Linked DNA regions of Mus musculus: region 1 is linked to region 2. Evidence: chromatin contacts called from public ChIA-PET data. All regions are on one chromosome and are shown on one strand. The core of a region is the stretch at or near the end of the contact, and the rest is flanking DNA. Distances in the headings are between cores, read along the strand shown.

Region 1 (4,570 bases), core at 1,814-4,313, 99 kb after region 2:
CATCTCAGTAGACTTCTCTGGCCTCCAGTGTTTTATCAGAACAACTTTTAGCATCAACTGTAGTATAGGTGATAACCTTCCAAAAAGAGAGGAGGTCTTGATCACATCTCTGTAGTGGCCCAAGTGGTGTATAAGTCTATAGGAAGACGAAATTCTGTGTGTTTATGAGAAGTGCCAACCTTGAAGTTTCCTTACGACACCAACTATAAATAAGGACATAATTTATAGATCATTCTATGAACAATCTAGAAAGCAAACACATAGACTCCAACAGAAGCCTGGCATGACACTAGCAACCCCAGAGATTTCTAGTCAGGGATCTGCTGAGAAGTCAAGGGTAGCTTGTATAAGATGAAGAGAACACCAGCTACCTACAGGACCTGGGCTCTGGTCATGGGCGTGGAGGCTCAGAAAGAAGTTCCCTACACAGCCAGCCCCAGCCTCTGTGTGTTTGATGTCATATTTGAGTGAGGGCAAGGACAGAAAGGGTCATATTCACCATGCTTGGCCATGACAAGGAAGAAGTAGCCCTCTGCAAAGAGCACCAAACCCACTTAGTCTTCCTGTCCCTCATCCTCCTGTCTTGTCCACTAGGTACTCGCTGCATTCTGTGATGGAGGAAACAGTTGGCACCATATATGGTGGTTTCTGATGTCAAATAGAAAACAGGGGGTCTGAGACCTCTGGGTTATATGAAGCTTGTGGGGACCAGGAGTGACTGTGTCAGAAGCAGGTAGGTTCTGACATTCAGTGTCCTTCTCATGCTGAATGGCCCCATTGCAGATCTGGGGGGGGGGGGTGGATGGAGTTAGAGAGAGAGGGAAGGAGGGAGGGAGGAACAGGGGGGAAAGAGGAAAGAGGGAGGGGGAGAAGGAGAGATCTCAAGCGCACAAGCCCCCCTCTCACAAAGCCTGTGGTGATGCCTTTTATGCCTGAGCCATCTGTCATCACAATATTCACAAGAGCTCCCCGAGTCTCATGCACTGACATTTCTGTGGGGGTCACGCAGAGTGGTTCAGATGCCCTGGCAGAAAGACAATGCACAGCAAGGTGAAGAGAAGTGAGAAAATCCTGCTGCATAAACACCATGGATGAATGGCTCAGAGAGAGAGAGAGATGTGCTCAGATCCACTACCTGGAAATCCTTCTGAGCTGCCCAGACATTACGTAGTGACAGTAAGGTGCAAATGCTGGATTAGTGACATCAGAGAGATGAGAAGGGAGCTCCTGCTGTCTTCACAAAGAAGGCATTTAACCGTGTTTTGAAATTCCTATCAACTATTCAGTGTGAACTGAAAAGTTTACCATTTACTAATATAGCCAAGGTTAGATTTCTGAGAGTCTCTGTTCCAGGTCAAGAAACAAAATGTAGGTGAGGGGGGGAAATGGGAGTTTTGAACAAGTACAGTCATGAAAACAGCCAGAGGGAATCTCCCCTTTTGTTCCTTCCAGAATTCAGCTAACCACACTGGCACCTTAAACTTCTGCCGCAAAGGGCAAGGACACACCATCTCCCATTAGTGTGGGGGTTTTTTGTGGAGTTCATTTTTAAGTCACTCTTGCCAAACCACATCAGTCAAGGTATATTTTTCTTACTTTTGCCAGAGAGGGAGTTTCTTGGACACCTTTTCTACCATGGTCCATTACAGGGCATAAGAGCGTACTGATGCCCTTCTCTACACAGCCATCGAGGAAACTAGGGACAGTGAGCCAGGGCTGAGTCAAGGTGAGGCTCAGAGCTGTCACTCTGAAAAGGTCCAGGTGACTAAGGTAATACAAAGATGTCTTGGCTTCTGAATGCAGGTGAGGTTGCCAGGGACCTTTCTCCAGACCTATCTATGCAGCATGGCTGTTCAGATGTAACTGCACACGTGAACATGTGAATATGCATACACACGCGCACACATACACACACAGAGAGAGAATCAGAGAATCAGAGAATGAAGTGTGAGACTGATACTATTGTAACAGAGAAACATCCCCTAATCCCAGTGACAACTCATGTCACACACTCAGGAAAAATAAGGAAGACATCCTTTAATAACAAAGCATATGTCCAGTTTTGTCTAGTGCTCCAAAAGAAACAAGCCTCCATAAAAATTGCTCTAGGTCTAGGGTTATAACATTGTAGTCATGCCCTTTGGTATGGGGTAGGGCCTAACGGTCAGCTGTGGGACAGGGGTGTTTCTTTGCAGTATGGGAATTGGTCTACTTGGTGGCAATGAAGAGCCAAACATGAGCTGAAACATTTCCCCAGCAATCTAAACTTTATGTTAAAGGTACACATCTTCCATAGTTTTTAAACAAGTCTGGTCAGTATGTTACTGATCCTTGGGTACTCCTTTAGCAACATTTCATTTTGGGTGCCTTACTATTTCCTAACCAAGGTTAGCCGACCATTTATTTATAGCATTAGCTTGGCCTGTTGTTTCCACTTCCTCCTAGATCCCTGCAAGGAAACAAATGGGGAATAAAAGAAAGATGATGGGAGGGGCCAGTGGGAGGGGACTGCAGCTGAGTATGGGGTAGCATCTGTGTGGCTGGGGAGAGGGAGGAACCAACTTCCTAAGGATCCATCACTGCCTTCTCTCCTGCCTGTTGGTGAAAGCCTGGGGTACCTCGGGAGGCGTAGCAGGTCTTCACCGGTCAGACACCTTAGAAGCCATTCCTAGATGTCACATAAGCCTGATGAACCCCTTAACCTTGGGCTCCCCTGGAATGCCAAGTCCAAATAAGACCTCCTCCCTTCCACCCCAGCATTCTGATTGCACAGCACCCTACAAGAAGATCCCGGGAGCTGGGAAGGGCATCGGTTTGCATGACCAGGGGAGCTCTAGCAGGCAACAGTAGCTGTGCCCCTGCCGGCTCCCTGGGGGCCAGGTGGGTTTTCCTCTTCTCCTTCCTCCTGGTGTGATCCAGGCCCAGTAAGTCTCCCTTTCATTGTGTCCTGACAAATAGATGGTGTGTGTTTTCTTTTCGCATTCTTTTTAATGGCCTGGACTATCCTCCAGTGCCCCAGCTGTGCATGTCAAACAAAATGTATTGGGGTCAGGCGGATTCTCACACCACACTGAACTGCACACCGTGCAAACAAAAAGCACTCATTTCACTACATTGTACATGCTCGAGAACGCTATACTAAGGGACTGGTGTAATTACTGCACTAGCCACTGGACTGGGCACAGGCTACAGCAATCTCTCTCTCTCTCTCTCTCTCTCTCTCTGTCTCTCTCTCTCTCAATTTTCAAATATAGTTATACAAAGTGTCCCTGTATCTAAACGTCCTATGCAAATACAAACATCTTACAAAGCGCACACAGATAAAATCAGCCCAGGTTGATGTACCCTGAGCAGGGAGCTCTGTGCCGTGTGACCTTTAGAGACAAGACAGAGCACATGTAGAGAAATGGAGATTTTTTTTTTATGTTATAAACAAAGGTGCAACCCCACAGAGAGTGTGTGTGAACTCTCTTCAAAGAAGGGCACACTTTAAACCTGGAGGAAAATAAGAAGGCAAGCTTCCTGTTTCAGGAAGAGGAAGAGGAAGCTTTCAAACGTGTAACAAGGCAGGTGGCCTCAGGAAACTGAGAAAAGGGTGCGTGGAAATATACTCTGATTGCCGCTGTGGCATTTTAAAGAAACAACATTTGTGTTTTGTTCCATAACTAAGTGAAAATCAGCCGAAGCTTTGGGGAAAGTCCGCTTGTTTGAAGCAAGGCCACCGCGGCTTGCTGCCTCTGGCTTTTGCTCTGCAGGCAACCAGCTCATTCTGCAGCCTGCTGGAGCAAAGACCCACACAGCTGAGGACAGATGTGGCTACAATGCCTCGGGAAACCGCCACAGGCTCACACACCTGCAGGTGACATCACCGCTCTATCTTACCCCAGAAATCTATTAGCATGCAGAAACAGGTGTCAGCAAACCCAACCCCACTCTTAGAAAGCATTCGGCCTCCCCAGCCAGAGAGTGGAAACTGTAAACCTGAGGCTGAACTCGCACTTGCCTGCAGAACGGAGCACCACCCCCACCCCTTACCCCCAATCCACAACTCAAACTTCCTAGGACAGCTGCTTCCCCATGTACAAAAGACTCCAGATGCAGCCACAACAACAGCAGGGAGAACTCCTTCCTCTGGATATTGTTTTTTCCTCTGAGAAATGTTGTCTCTGGTTTCATTTTGTTTTATTCTTGTTTCCCTGCGCTGTAGCCCAGGCTGGCCTCTAATTCGAGGTCTTTCCCTATGATTTCCCAGAAGTGGGTCACTACATCTGGTTAGAATCTTGTCTTTTCTCTAGCAAAAAATAGTTAATGCCTGTTAGTCCTTCCCAACCTCTAGCTCTCGAAGCAGCCTTTTCCCTTGAATCCAGGCCCAAGTATAAGGGAGGGCTTCCGCACATTTAGATCATTAAATATCCATGTGTGTCTGAGATGTTTGAAATAGTCCAGCAGACAAAGGGGTGACTAGTGAAGACTTAACCCTGGTAAGAGTCTGAGAACTGCAGGAACCGGGGAAGAAAGTGGAACTCGGCTGTCACTTTCTTTCGTGTTTGAGATTGTCTTTAACAAAAAT
Region 2 (4,592 bases), core at 2,052-4,551:
GCTAGCATAGAGGCAGTGAGACCATGGGCAGAGAGTAGCTGGGTGTAGCTCGGGAACTTGGTTTCCTCTTTTTTAATACTTCCCGCTACACTCCTTCAGAGACCACTTCTGTTAAGATTAGACAAATCTGCATCCTCGATCCAGCTGTGTACAATCAACACAGACTCCTTGATTATTTGTATGCAATAACCCTGCCTCCCTGTTCAACTCTATACAATAAGCACACTGAGTTTCTGCGGTGCAGTTTCTCTAGCAGACAGCCCAGTCCACTTGGACCCAGGATGTCTGTGTCTATTATTTCTTTATTCACCCACAGCTCCTCATCAGGCCAAGTCCCTGGAGCTGTGCAAGGATGTGACATTTTAGCTTGGTTCCTTGAAATGTTGTCTTGAAATTTTAAATTTATATCTTTAGGGACTGGAGAGATGGGTCAGTGGTTAAGAGCACTGGCTGCTCTTCCAAAGGACATTGGCTGATTCTCAGCACCCACATGGCAGATTGACAACCTTTTGTAACTCCAGTTCCAGGGCATTTGACACCCTCTTTTGGTCTCCTTAGGTATAGGTATATACATGATGTATAGACATACATGCAAGCAAAAACCCATATACGTAAAAATAAAAACAAATAGATATTAAAAAAATAAAGTTATGTCTTTAGATGGACCACATGGGCCAAGATTTTATCTTAGGGTCATAGAGGGAGAAACACAGTGCAGAGCACAAGTGTGTTCACCCCAATGGGTTTGTTAATCACTGTATGATGGGATCAAGTGGCACGGATATTTTCATGGTGATTATAACTATATAAAGTAAGTGTGAAAATCAAACACTGCCAACAGTAAGGGAAGCAACTAACTCCAACCAGAGGTAAAATTAAAATGGCCCCACAGGCAAGTTCAGGTTCCCCAATGTATCATCAAGACAAACATTTACAGTTTTGTAAATGTATTTAATTTATGATTGTTCCAACTAGTCTCCCTCTAGCTTCAAAACCAGTATCATTGCCCCCATTAATCAAGTGCTGTTTCTGATTCCCACCCACTGCACCACTCCCTGGGTTTATGGCCACCTCAGCACAGAGTCCATGCTGGCGGCTCTGTGGTCTCTCCACTGCAGGGAACATAGCTAACAGAAGGGCAGATGTCTTTGTCCTTCACCAGCAGACAAGGAACAACAGACTGGGGAGTAGACAAGTCATTGTCCTGAGTGAGGGAACAGGCAAGTTCTGTTCCTATCTTCACTCCCCTCTCCAGTGTCTCGGTGACATCCTCTAACTGTCACAGCTTAAGCCTTCCTTGAGAATATTAAGTCACCCTAATTAGAATAAAATTAGAATGATATAATAATCAACTTCTCCCTGGTAAATTTAAGAGAGACGAGAGAAACTGCCCCCTGGATAGTGCCACAGAAACAGGTAGCCCACTTGGGATCTTCAATCCTTTTCTAGGTCATGACAAATGCACATGCTTTCCAAATGGGTTATTTTGGGCTGCTCATGCCTCCTTGGCAAAAGAGTCCAGGTGTTAGAAGACTTTCTTATCCCAGTGGCAAACGGCCAACCGAACAGCATCGTGTGAGGATTTGTTTGGACTCACAGTTTCATAGCGTGGAAGGCAGTGTAGGATAGAGCCACAGGCATCATGATAGCCAGAAAGCAGAGGCAGGGAGTATGTCACTAGCTGACTTTCTCCTTTCCTTTCTTTTCCTTTCCTTTCTTCCCTTTCCCTTCCCTTCCCTTCCCTTTCCTTCCCTTCCCTTCCCTTCCCTTTCCCTTTCCCTTTCCCTTTCCCTTTCCCTTTCCCTTTCCCTTTTCCCTTTCCCCTTCCCTTTCTCTCTCTCTCTCTCTCTCTCTCTCTCTCTCTCTCTCTCTCTCTCTCTTTCTGTTACTCCAACTGGTCTAGAGGATATATTCAAGGGTCTGGCAGGGATATGTCTCCTTTCTTTCTGTCAGTCTGTCCAGGCTCCTGGCCTGGAGACGGTACATTCAAGGGTTGTCACTCTTGGTTACCGCTTACAGCCACACCCAGGTGTGTTTTGATAATCTTCCAGATGCTTCTCAAGTCCAATGTAGTAGGCAGTCAAGACTGATCCTTTATAGAAGTTCTCAGCCACTAAGATTTGGGGGCTACAGTCTCTAGATCCAATACTGTATCAGACAAAATAACAGGTGGCCAAGATGGGGCAGATACCTTAGCTAAGCATGCAGCTAAGGTGGGATTTTCCACCTGTGAGATATGTTCCTGATGATAATATACCATGTTTTATATTTTCCTCACCTTATACTATTAGTGTGATTTCCCACTTTAGAACCATCCCTGATTCACAAGAAGTTACAAAAATGAGGTAGGACAGAGAGATTCTCTCACCAACACCTCCACCCCTGAATGGACCTCAGGTATAGCACAAGTGCATCTCAAATCCAGGAAATTCTGCAACATTTATTCAGCAGAATTTTCTTTATAGTAGAGATTTCATTATTTAAAATATATTCTTTCATACATTTTTAAAAAAATTATCCAAGTCTGGTGTTATCCTTATACCAAATCTCCTTAAGGGAGGTTGTGATACAATTTCTGTTTAAGGACTGTGTCTGTGGCAATTTATACAGGTCTCTGGTTCTGCATGTGAGTACCCCATTTTCTTGCCTACCCAAGAGTCCTTTCTTAGTGATTGCATAGTCAGCAAAGATACCAGGTTTTTTTTTCTTAAAACAAAAACAAAAAACTCCAAAACAACAACAAAAACCAGGACCCATTTGCAAGAGGAATTAAGCTAATCTGTAGCCAACATTGAAGACTTTGAGTGTGAGAAACTGTACAGAAACACACATCAGAAACACACATATAATAAATATCGCATGCATCCTGGAACACAGATTGTGTAACACCAATATAAGGGTTTGGGTTTTGTTTTTTGTTGTTGTTGTTGTTGTTGTTTTGTGTGTGTGTGTGTGTGTGTGTGTGTTTAGGTCAAATCGTTTTTCAAGGCATCTGTGAATCAACTTTGCATTTCCACATGCTAAAGATTTCACTGATTCTTGCCAGGTACTGCGAACTTGGAGTAAAAAGTCTTACTGGGAAGGTTTGCTGCCAAGACAGAAACATTTGAGCCAATTAGAATAGAAAATATGAGTCTAAGGAGAAACTTCTAGATAACCCCATAGGGAGAAGGGAGGGACAGGCAGGCGGCGGGCAGGCAAGGCGGCAGGCGGGCGGTGGGGTCACACTGGGGTCTGCACCGTGCTTAGCAATAGAGTCAAGCAAGGCGGAAGTGCTTGTGGCTTCAGGGGCCCACATCATGCTGCAAGAGCAAAGTTAAAAGGAGTGAGGAGAGAACAGAAAACCAAGTGGGGTTCTTCTGCCCTTCTGCGAGTGGTCCGTGCTACTGCCTCGGTGTCACTCGCTAAAGCCCAGGACAGGGCAGGAAATATGACTTCCAGGGCTGTGGGAGGAAGAATGCCTCAGAAGGCAGAGAGGCTGCTGGGAAAGCCCGTGGCTGTTCCCTACTGGGGCTTCTGATGCAGACTCTGAAAGTGCACCATGGCAGTTATGATTTGATGCCTCCATGTGTGCAGGTCTGTTGGAAAGTGCTGTATGGCAGTAGGGGACAGACAGACAGACAGACAGACAGGCCCTTTCCTTCCTTCCCCCTCTCCCTCTTCGGTTCCTCACATGCATGGCAGTACAGTTTGAGCCCCACCACAGCATGCAGGTCCTATTTTAACTATTACAGCAGGGCCACACCCAACTCCCCTTCATGGTATGTGCTTGGACTGTTCCTTGCCAGAGAACGGCATTAACTAATGACTGGTGACCAACCCAGCTCACTGTATAAAAACCAAAGCCATCTTGGGTGTAGGGGGACAAACATGGGGCTTATATGTACAGGATGGCCACAGTACATTATAATTGCATTCATGCTGTGACCTAGGTGTCTATGGCAACACAGAACATAATACACACACATACAATCCTATGTATATTTCAGGTGATGCCCCCCCCCGCCCACTCTCTAGGCAAAGGCCAAGCCAGAGATTTCACAGTGTGAATAAAACAGAGCCCAGCTGTCTATCCTAAGTGAGCATCATTCCTCCAGAACTCCCCACCCCACCCCCACTCTGCAGCTTCTTATAGTTACGCGCAATCCAGGGAACTTGCAGATGATAGAGGCCATCTCTTGGGAATATCATGGACCTAAGGACAGTAACTTGTGAAGCTCAATCCTGGTCCTTTGCCCTCCCCAAGGAACCACCAACCTTTTCCATTAGTACCCAGAGCTACTGTTCAGAGCAGAAACATCCTGGAGAATTGTTTGGGAGCCAAGGGCCTGTGCCTACTATGTGGATGGCTCACATCCCTCCTGGTAGATAAGCTTGGTTTGATACCACCATGCCAGCCATTCCACATTAAAAATACTGTGCTTGCCATTTGAAAAACTGAAAATTCTGGAACACTTGTATCCACATTCCCCAGGACAACTACCAGTGAGAGCTAAGCAGCAGCTGTAGGCCCTGGGAAGAGGAAAAAGGACCTCAGATTATCTAAATCCTTACCACGCTCCGAGCACCCTGGGACTGCTGCAGTTGTTAAA

What was found. ChIA-PET counts read pairs in DNA pulled down with a chosen protein or histone mark.
Region 1: a contact with region 2 is called in an RNA polymerase II ChIA-PET map of memory CD8 T cells, with 151 read pairs. The contact joins two enhancer-like sites. A contact is called at or near these places in 5 of 484 Hi-C or Micro-C datasets (CD8 T cells, bone marrow-derived macrophages, morula and 1 more), 1 of 115 datasets of contacts at active chromatin or transcription factors (memory CD8 T cells) and 2 of 9 other capture datasets (adipose tissue and pancreatic islet).

Annotation. Positions count from the first base shown.
Region 1 is chr2:127,926,989-127,931,558 of GRCm38.p6, reverse strand. The region is part of intron 9 of Acoxl (acyl-Coenzyme A oxidase-like); the gene reads right to left. Among named protein-coding and RNA genes, the nearest start is that of Acoxl, 75 kb to the right of the region's middle. Within about 2 kb of position 3,063, at least 53 of the 459 cell types and tissues checked have an H3K27ac peak or open chromatin away from gene starts, as enhancers often do. A contact at or near this core is called in CD8 T cells and memory CD8 T cells, where this site is marked.
Region 2 is chr2:128,026,675-128,031,266 of GRCm38.p6, reverse strand. The region is part of intron 12 of Acoxl (acyl-Coenzyme A oxidase-like); the gene reads right to left. Among named protein-coding and RNA genes, the nearest start is that of Bcl2l11, 97 kb to the left of the region's middle. Within about 2 kb of position 3,301, at least 14 of the 459 cell types and tissues checked have an H3K27ac peak or open chromatin away from gene starts, as enhancers often do. A contact at or near this core is called in CD8 T cells and memory CD8 T cells, where this site is marked.